2 separate regions of the Mus musculus genome follow, and region 1 is linked to region 2. A link is a contact called in public HiChIP or PLAC-seq data. All regions are on one chromosome and are shown on one strand. Each heading gives the region's core, a stretch centred on a gene start, on an enhancer-like site or on the middle of the called end of the contact. The rest is flanking DNA. Distances are from core to core; before and after follow the strand shown. Region 1 overlaps Svep1 (sushi, von Willebrand factor type A, EGF and pentraxin domain containing 1). Region 2 overlaps Pakap (paralemmin A kinase anchor protein).

Evidence for each region. HiChIP or PLAC-seq counts read pairs in DNA pulled down with a chosen protein or histone mark.
Region 1: an H3K27ac HiChIP or PLAC-seq map of large pre-B cells shows a contact between it and region 2, with 2.4 times the contacts expected there. The contact joins two enhancer-like sites. A contact is called at or near these places in 2 of 39 promoter capture datasets (the HPC-7 cell line and embryonic stem cells), 1 of 484 Hi-C or Micro-C datasets (embryonic stem cells) and 2 of 115 datasets of contacts at active chromatin or transcription factors (embryonic stem cells and large pre-B cells).

The regions. Positions count from the first base shown.
Region 1 is chr4:58,063,124-58,067,117 of GRCm38.p6, reverse strand. It overlaps Svep1 (sushi, von Willebrand factor type A, EGF and pentraxin domain containing 1), which reads left to right. Exons shown (of 48, transcript NM_022814.2): 39 at 464-689; 40 at 2,791-2,946. Gm35402 (a long non-coding RNA gene) reads right to left here. Exons shown (of 3, transcript XR_390600.3): 3 at 1,453-1,699. Among named protein-coding and RNA genes, the nearest start is that of Gm35402, 31 kb to the right of the region's middle. Within about 2 kb of position 1,892, at least 19 of the 459 cell types and tissues checked have an H3K27ac peak or open chromatin away from gene starts, as enhancers often do.
Region 2 is chr4:57,718,894-57,722,663 of GRCm38.p6, reverse strand. The region is part of intron 6 of Pakap (paralemmin A kinase anchor protein); the gene reads right to left. Among named protein-coding and RNA genes, the nearest start is that of Gm35099, 35 kb to the left of the region's middle. Within about 2 kb of position 1,568, at least 46 of the 459 cell types and tissues checked have an H3K27ac peak or open chromatin away from gene starts, as enhancers often do.

The DNA.
Region 1 (3,994 bases), core at 643-3,142, 340 kb before region 2:
ATTTGTAAATCACATGGAGACTTAAGAGCCAATTTGACCTAAGCTTTAACTCTACTGTAGCTATGACAGTGCTTAATGACCAAGTTTAAAAGGAGTACCTTGTGCAAGCACCTCAGACAGTACTTGTTGCACAGTAGACAAGCCATAAACACTATGTCATATTCCTATCAGTATCTGAGTCCATTTTGAACTTCTCTATAATTTCTTGAACTAGTGACTATTTCAGAATGGACAAATGATAAAGGGAAGTAATTTCATCTAAAACAACCTTAGCTAAGAATTTATCTGGCTGTTGCTTTATTAATGTTTTGTGCAGTGATGTTATTCATCTGACCTTTGAGCCGGCTCTCAGGTTTCTCATAAAATGTCTCCTGAGCCTTGTGGCAGTTCTGTTCATCTGAGCATAGGCCAGTTACAGTGTGGTACTTATTTGTAGGTGTTCATTTTCTTGTTTGCATTGCAGGTGTCTGGAAGGGTATGTGATGGATTCGGATACAGATACATTCACCTGCCAGCAAGATGGCCATTGGGTCCCTGAAAGAATCACCTGCAGTCCTAAAAAATGCCCTGTGCCATCCAACATGACACGCATACGTTTTCACGGAGATGACTTCCAGGTGAACAGACAAGTTTCTGTGTCATGTGCAGAAGGGTTTACCCACGAAGGAGTGAACTGGTCAACATGCCAGGTGAGATACTGTGTCCGACCTGAGACGTGTAAGCCTAACTCTGGCATCTGTTACTATGACCAAAACTCACATCTTGCTCTCTTGGAAAGAACAAATTCCTCCAGTTTTCATTTACATCCAAAGATTAGAGATGTTTCCTAGAAATAGAAGGGTGGGGCTGGGATGGACTGGTGGTTCAGAGCATGTGCTGGCCCTCCAGAGGACCTAGGCTTGGTTCCCAGCACCCACATGGTAGCTTACAACTGCAACTACAGGTCAGGGGACCGGATGCTCACATGCACAGAGAAACGTGCAGGCAAAATACTCACATGTATAAAATAAAATTGTTTAACAGGGAGAAAAAAAGAAATAGAACTTGGGTATTTTTTCCTAATATTCCCAGTGTTAGATTAAGAAGGAGTTAACCTTAAGGGAAATGTTAAAAGCAAAAACACAGGGCTGGAGAGATGGCTCAGAGGTTTAGGGCACTGACTGCTCTTCCAGAGGTCCTGAGTTCAATTTCCAGCAACTACATAGTGGCTCTCCACTATCTGTAATGGAATTCAGTGCCCTCTTCTGGTGTGTCTGAAGACAGATAAAGTGAACTTATATACATAAAATAAATAAATCTTTTTAAAAATACTATAATGAGATATCCGTGGCAAAGCAACCCATGCCCGAATGAGTGTCTGTGTGGAGGAGCCTGCTGTGGGCTGTGATGGCCTTAGGCAGAAGGCCCAAAGCTGCACAAGCAGAGAGACAACAGCAGGCAAATTCTGCCTTCACTGTTTATTATTTGTTTACATTAGAAAATCATTTAAACCAGGTGTTGTGGTCCAGTCTATAAATATAGCACTCAGGAGGCAGAGGCAAGAAGATCACCAGATTTGTCTGGGCCATGTAGCAAGACTGTGGGGGGAACAGGGCTGGAGAAGGGATGGGACTCTGTTGATACAATGCTTGCCCAGTATGCCTGAGGCCCTGGGTTTGATGTCCATCCCACCTAATAATGTGCAGATGGTGATGCGCACCTGTAATACAAATGGGAGAAGCAGGTGTCACCTGAGGAATGTGAGAATAGCCTGGGCTAAAAGATGGGGGAAAGGGGGGTCTGTACTTCAGGTTTCCTTATTGGAAAACAAGTGTGCAAAATAACACAGATCTCCTATAGCTGTTGTGAACATCAGCATCAGCAATGGGAGGAAGTGCCTACTACTTCTGCAAGCTTTGATCTTTCAACAGTCACCAGCTGGTCTATACACACAGGCACTGTTGGCTATCAAATCTGTGGTTAGCTTGGCATGAATAGATTTCTGTATGTAGTTAACAGTTGCTAACTTGATACCTTGTTAAAGACATGAATTACCACTCGGATAACAGGCCTTCCTAGAGGAACCTCTTCTCCTAGCTTCCACATCAGAGATGAAGAGATGCATTGGAGAAGTCTGGCAGGTGGCAGCTTCTTCCTGGTTCCTGAAGAGTTTAGATGTGCCCTTTGCCTTCCTATGTAACTCTACTTCCTGCTAGTTCGTGTCAGCACCCCTTCTGAAACCAGGAACCTAACAATTTACTGCTGCCAAATAAGGTGTGCCAGAGAATGTGTTCAATAGACCACTCTGAGACAGACAGGGAAATATCCAAGCTTCTGTGGCCTGCCTTGGAGAAAAGATTATAAGCAGGAACAGTGGATAACACCAAAAATTTTAGAAAATTCATGTTGAGATCTACTGCCTAATGCTGCTCTTTCTCTGAAATTTGAAATTAAAATATGGGATAGCATGGAACATCAGGGTTCACTGGGATAAAAGGTGGAGTATCTGCACCAAAGCTCTCTCAGTCCATCCTCTAGTTAGCATGCTGCACTAAAGACTTCCTAATGGCATGGCTCTGTATAAGAGAAAGTGCTTAGCTTGTGTTTCTGAGACATCAACAAGTGTTCAGTGCTGACTGAGAAAAGCTTTTTGATGATTCATGTGTTTTTAAGACCTACAGATAGATTAAAAAGCAACTCGATTGGGGAAACCCTGGGTCCTTTCGACTCTCACTTTGGGGATGAGTCTGCCATATAAACAGAACGCTCATGTATTAAATCCTAACTATGACTTTGTGGTCTGTTCTTTAGCCCGACGGTACATGGGAGCCACCATTTTCTGATGAATCCTGTATCCCAGTTGTTTGTGGGCATCCTGAAAGCCCAGCGCATGGCTCCGTGGTTGGCAATAAGCACAGCTTTGGAAGCACCATTGTTTACCAGTGTGACCCTGGCTACAAATTAGAGGTACACTAGCAAACTGTTTAACAAAAATGAATGTGCTGTTCTGATATGCTTGGGATTCTTTCTACTATTAGAATAAATTGACCGTGCAGTGGTGGCCCATGCCTTTAATCCCAGAATTTGGGAGGCAAAGGCAGGCGGATTTCTGAGTTCAAGGCCAGCCTGGTCTACAAAGTGAGTTCCAGGACAGCCAAGGCTATACAAACCCTGTCTTGAAAAAAAAATTAGAATAAGTTAACTTTACTAACACTGCTCCTAAAAACATACTATTATATTTCATTACTTTGTTTTCTTAACACTTTCTGAAAAAAAAATAGTTAAAAGATGACTTAGAATTTTTAAGCACACAAATATTATCAGCCAGGTGTGGTGACACATTACCTGTGATCTCAGCTACTCAGAAGGCAGAGACAGGAGGGTGACAAGTTCAAGGCCTGCCTGGGCAACTGTCAAGGCCCTGTCACAAAACAGGCATAAAAAAAAAGGTCAAGGAATATAGCTCTGGGGTAGGGTGTTCATCTAGTATATTTATCGGAAAACAAATTAGGGCTGGAGAGATGGCTCAGCAGTTTGGAACACTTGCTGCTCTTGCAGAGAACCTGAGTTAGATTCCCATCACCCATGTCAGGCAGCTCCAAACAACTCCCACTATGCATCACTACAGGAAAACTTCAACAAGGAAGTACTAGAGTGAAGCCAAGCGCTTCACCAGCAGTGAGTACACAGGCCCTGACAAGCTCTCACTTGAGATGCCAGGTTCCCTTGGCCTTAGTTTAGGTTTCATTGCTGTGAAGAGATGCCATAACCACAGCAACTCTTATAAAGGAAAATGTATAACTGGGGCTAGTTTACAGTTTCAGAGGTCTAGTCCATTATCATCGTGGAGGGAAGCATGGTAGCACACAGGCAGACAGGGAGCTGAGAGTTCTACATCTTGATCCACAAGCAGCAGAAGTGAAGGCTCAGACACACTGCCCTAACTTGGGCTTCTTAACCTCAAAGCTTAACCCCCTTCCACCCACTTCCTCCAATAAGGCCACACCCACTCCAA
Region 2 (3,770 bases), core at 319-2,818:
ATATGGGAATGGATGGTTGCAAAGGAAAACCAAACCGAACCAAGACCCTCTGTAGGTCTACTCAGTATGTCCCAGGTCTGCCCTTGAACTTGCAGGTTGTCACTCATTCCCAGAGGAATGATCTGATCATCCATAGCCTGGCCTCCAGCCACTTCCTCAGTCCCTTCAGAGTCCTTGGGTCCACCCCCAGCAGACTACTGAAGATAGTCCAAGCTCAGGCTGCAGTCCCTCCTCCCGTCTGGAAGGTTGTCCCATGAATGCGCCACCACACTTTACATAAAATACTCTTCACAGAAGTCAGGCAATGCAGGTACTGTTTCCATATTACAGATGAGAAACAGGCTTGCTGAGCTGAAATCAATCACCCGAGGGCGCCCGACCGGCTAATGCTCTGCTTTGGACTTCATTCCCAAAGCCTAAGCCCACACCTTCCCTTTACTGGGAGAGCAGAAAGGACTGAACCTGGAATATTTCTGCCTAGCCCACACATTTCTAGGTGCTGTTTCCAGTACCAGATACCAGGCATACCAGGCAGACTTACCTTAATAAGCTTAATAAATTAATATCACAATACATAATATAATATATAGTCAATAATTCAGGCTGCCCCACACACCAATTAAACCAGGAATGTTGGGATAGGGCCCTCATTATTATTGATTTTTAAAAAAAGTTTATACTTTCTGCTACGTCAAAAGCAAGAAGAAAAAAAATCCCAAAACAGATTTCTAGGGCATGGTGCTTCCTGGGAGAATTCTCCAACTCTTTAAAGTGATCACCCTCTAGATGATGGTCCTGAGAGCTGAGGGCCACTGTAGTGGATTTGGAGGCAGGGCCTTTAAGATGTGATTGGTTAGGAGGTGAAGGTGGATCAAGTCTTTTCTCAAAGAAGTGCGTTCTTGCTCCCCAGGGACTGTATTTGTTGGGGAGCGAGTGGGCTGTTATCCAGGAAGAGGATGGCCATCTCATTTGTCTCTCTGGGTGTACCTGCTTGTCCTTTTGACTCCTGTCATATTATGACAGCATTAGTTCTGGCAGCCATGGAATTTCCAGCTTCCGGACTGTAAACTAAATACGTTTCTGTTCTTTGCAAAGTATCCAGTCTTGAGTATTTTGTTATAGCCACAGAAAGTAAACTAAGATAGGAGAGGCTGGGTCTCAGGTGGAAAATGGACTCATTTGTTAGAGATAGTAAAGGACAGAGGGGAAGGGAGGGGAGGGGAGGGGAGGAGAGGGGAGGGGAGGAGAGGGGAGGGGAGGGGAGGGGAGGGGAGGGGAAGAGAGGGGAGGGGAGGGGGGAGAGGTCAGAGACAACCAAGTAAGAAGTGCTGCCTTTTCCACTCAGCTTCCCCTTTTCTTGTGATCAGCCAGGTGGCAGTTCACACTCTCTTCATGAGTTCTCTGAGCTTGCCCCAGGGAGAAGACACCCAGAAGAAGGTGAACATTTTTTACTTTGGAACCATGGACCCCAGAGAGGCCCCACAGGCATGCTTTCTGCCCCATCCCCACTTCCTCTACTCTCTGAAAGCTTACATCTGGCCATCCGTTTGATTTAAGTAACACAGCAGGAGTCAATCAACTTGGATTCTGTGGGTAAAAAAAGTGCTTATGCCCGAGATGGCTCTGTGGCTGAACAGATGTTACTGTTATTTGCTTCAGCAGTCCAGATCTTGCTGGAGCATCTGAGCGCGCTGCTGACGAGCTCAACTTATTTGTTAAGAAAGAACCAGCATGACTGACAGGCGCCTGGCTCAGCAGGCAGAACATGAAATCACTCTAAGCTGTGCTACGACCTCAGCTGTCTCTGCTCTTCCTGCCGCTTTGAGCAAGTTATTTGGTATTTCTCACTCTGATCTTTGAAATGAGGAATTTGGCCTTTACTTTTTAAAAGTCTAAGCAGGCAAGAAGTGTCCCATTAGGTTTTAGGCAGGTGGCTGGCATTATGGAACACTGACACACATGCCAAGGGGACAGTGGACGTCTTGACTCTCTTTTGTCTGATGATGGTAGAGACAGAGCAATAATTATGACCATATTTTCTACTGTATTTCCCTCCTTTTTCTTTTTAACACAACATCTGCTCTCAGGTGACTTCATTTACTACAGTCATCTGGAAATTACCAATGTTCGTTTAAATTTATTTTGAGTTCCTTTTATGGCATGTGAACTATTTAAGATAGTGTACTAAAATTAACCCTTGAGTAAGTTTATATGGACTGAACTATAAAACAATACCACACATGCGCTGGCATGTGCACAAGGTAAAAATAATTGACATGATACACCAAAGTGCCAAATTTTGGGGGGAGGTTGGGGGACACTAAGTAGAGGTGTATCTGCTCTTGGAGATGGACATTAGCATTTCAGGGAAAGCAAAATATCTAGTTCCCTTGTGTGACATTAGCTCTTTACATATAGACAGTTCATATTGACTGCAGAATGGTCCTCACCCTGAGGACATCCTCTACCTGACTGACCAAAGGACCCTGCTCTGAAAAGAATAGTTCAGCTGCTGAAGAAATGTTTCCGCAGGTAAAGGTGCCTGCTGCCAAGCCTAAGGACCCAAGTTCAATCCCCAAGACCCAAGTGGGAGAAGGAGAGAACTGACTGTGTACCCATCCCCGCCCCAAATAAATAAATAAATGAACATAATAAAACATCCACAAAGTGTACACATCTGTGCCCCGTGTTTTCAGTACCCCATGAGGCGGTCATGAAAAGGAAAATTGGAAATACTATCATCACTTTTACATTTGAGTAGCCTTTGGTTAAAACTGAAACAAACCCTGGACTGGGTCATGTTTTGATGGCAAGCCAATCAACGCTTCACCAATTCTCCAGGCTGCCAGTCTTTGATGCTGATTCTTACTGTCAGTAAGACAAAGACATGAGCATTAAGAAATATCACTGCCTTGCAAGAAACACAATAAAGGAGTACAAAGTAAAAGCAGGGGAGCAGTTACATTTAAACTCCAATGCAGGTGAACTTTGCAACCCGACTTCTAAGGAGTAGGTAAGACTAACTTGATGTTATCCTGTTTCTCTTTAGGTAAGGAAGTGTTGCAGAGACACCTCCCAGCCTACAGAGGGCACTGTTATTACTGACCATTTCCTTGAGTGTTCAAAGGTCCAACTAACTGGTGCCATTTTGTCTTGTCTTGAAAGAATGGCCCTGTTTTCCCAATCTTTTTGCATCCAATTTCATAACAATCCTTACACCAGTTCTATGGCAGAGAGCCTTCTGTTGTAAGAAGTAGAGGACTGGATGTGGCATTTGTCACCTAGAATTCCCAATCAGTGCTATGTGGGGAGGGTACTTATAATACCTTAACAGCAGTGATGTCAGCCCCACAGGGCTCACTCTCCCAAGGGGAATGCCTCGTTAACCTCTGAAGGTCCCCTGCTACAGTTACACTTCACCTGGATTGCCCTTGATAGTGGGAACCCCCCCCCCCCCCACACACACACACAGAATAGAAAGGCTGAGTTGTGCTATTTGGAATTGCTATGGTCAACATTACTTATCGACAAAAATGACAATTTCAGGCAATTCACACATTACAAAAGCAGTCCTAGACTTGAGGAAGAGCTAAGTAGCTTCCTCTTGGGGCTAATCCTGAAACAGTTTATATTCTTTATGTTAGGGAGGAGCAGGGCCTCTGCTGGGGGATGGGACAGACACTTGTCACAAGCAAATTAATATCTATCATTAGCTCCTGCCTTGCCCGTGCTCTACATGAGTCTAAGTCCCCTCTTTGCAATCGTGGGTG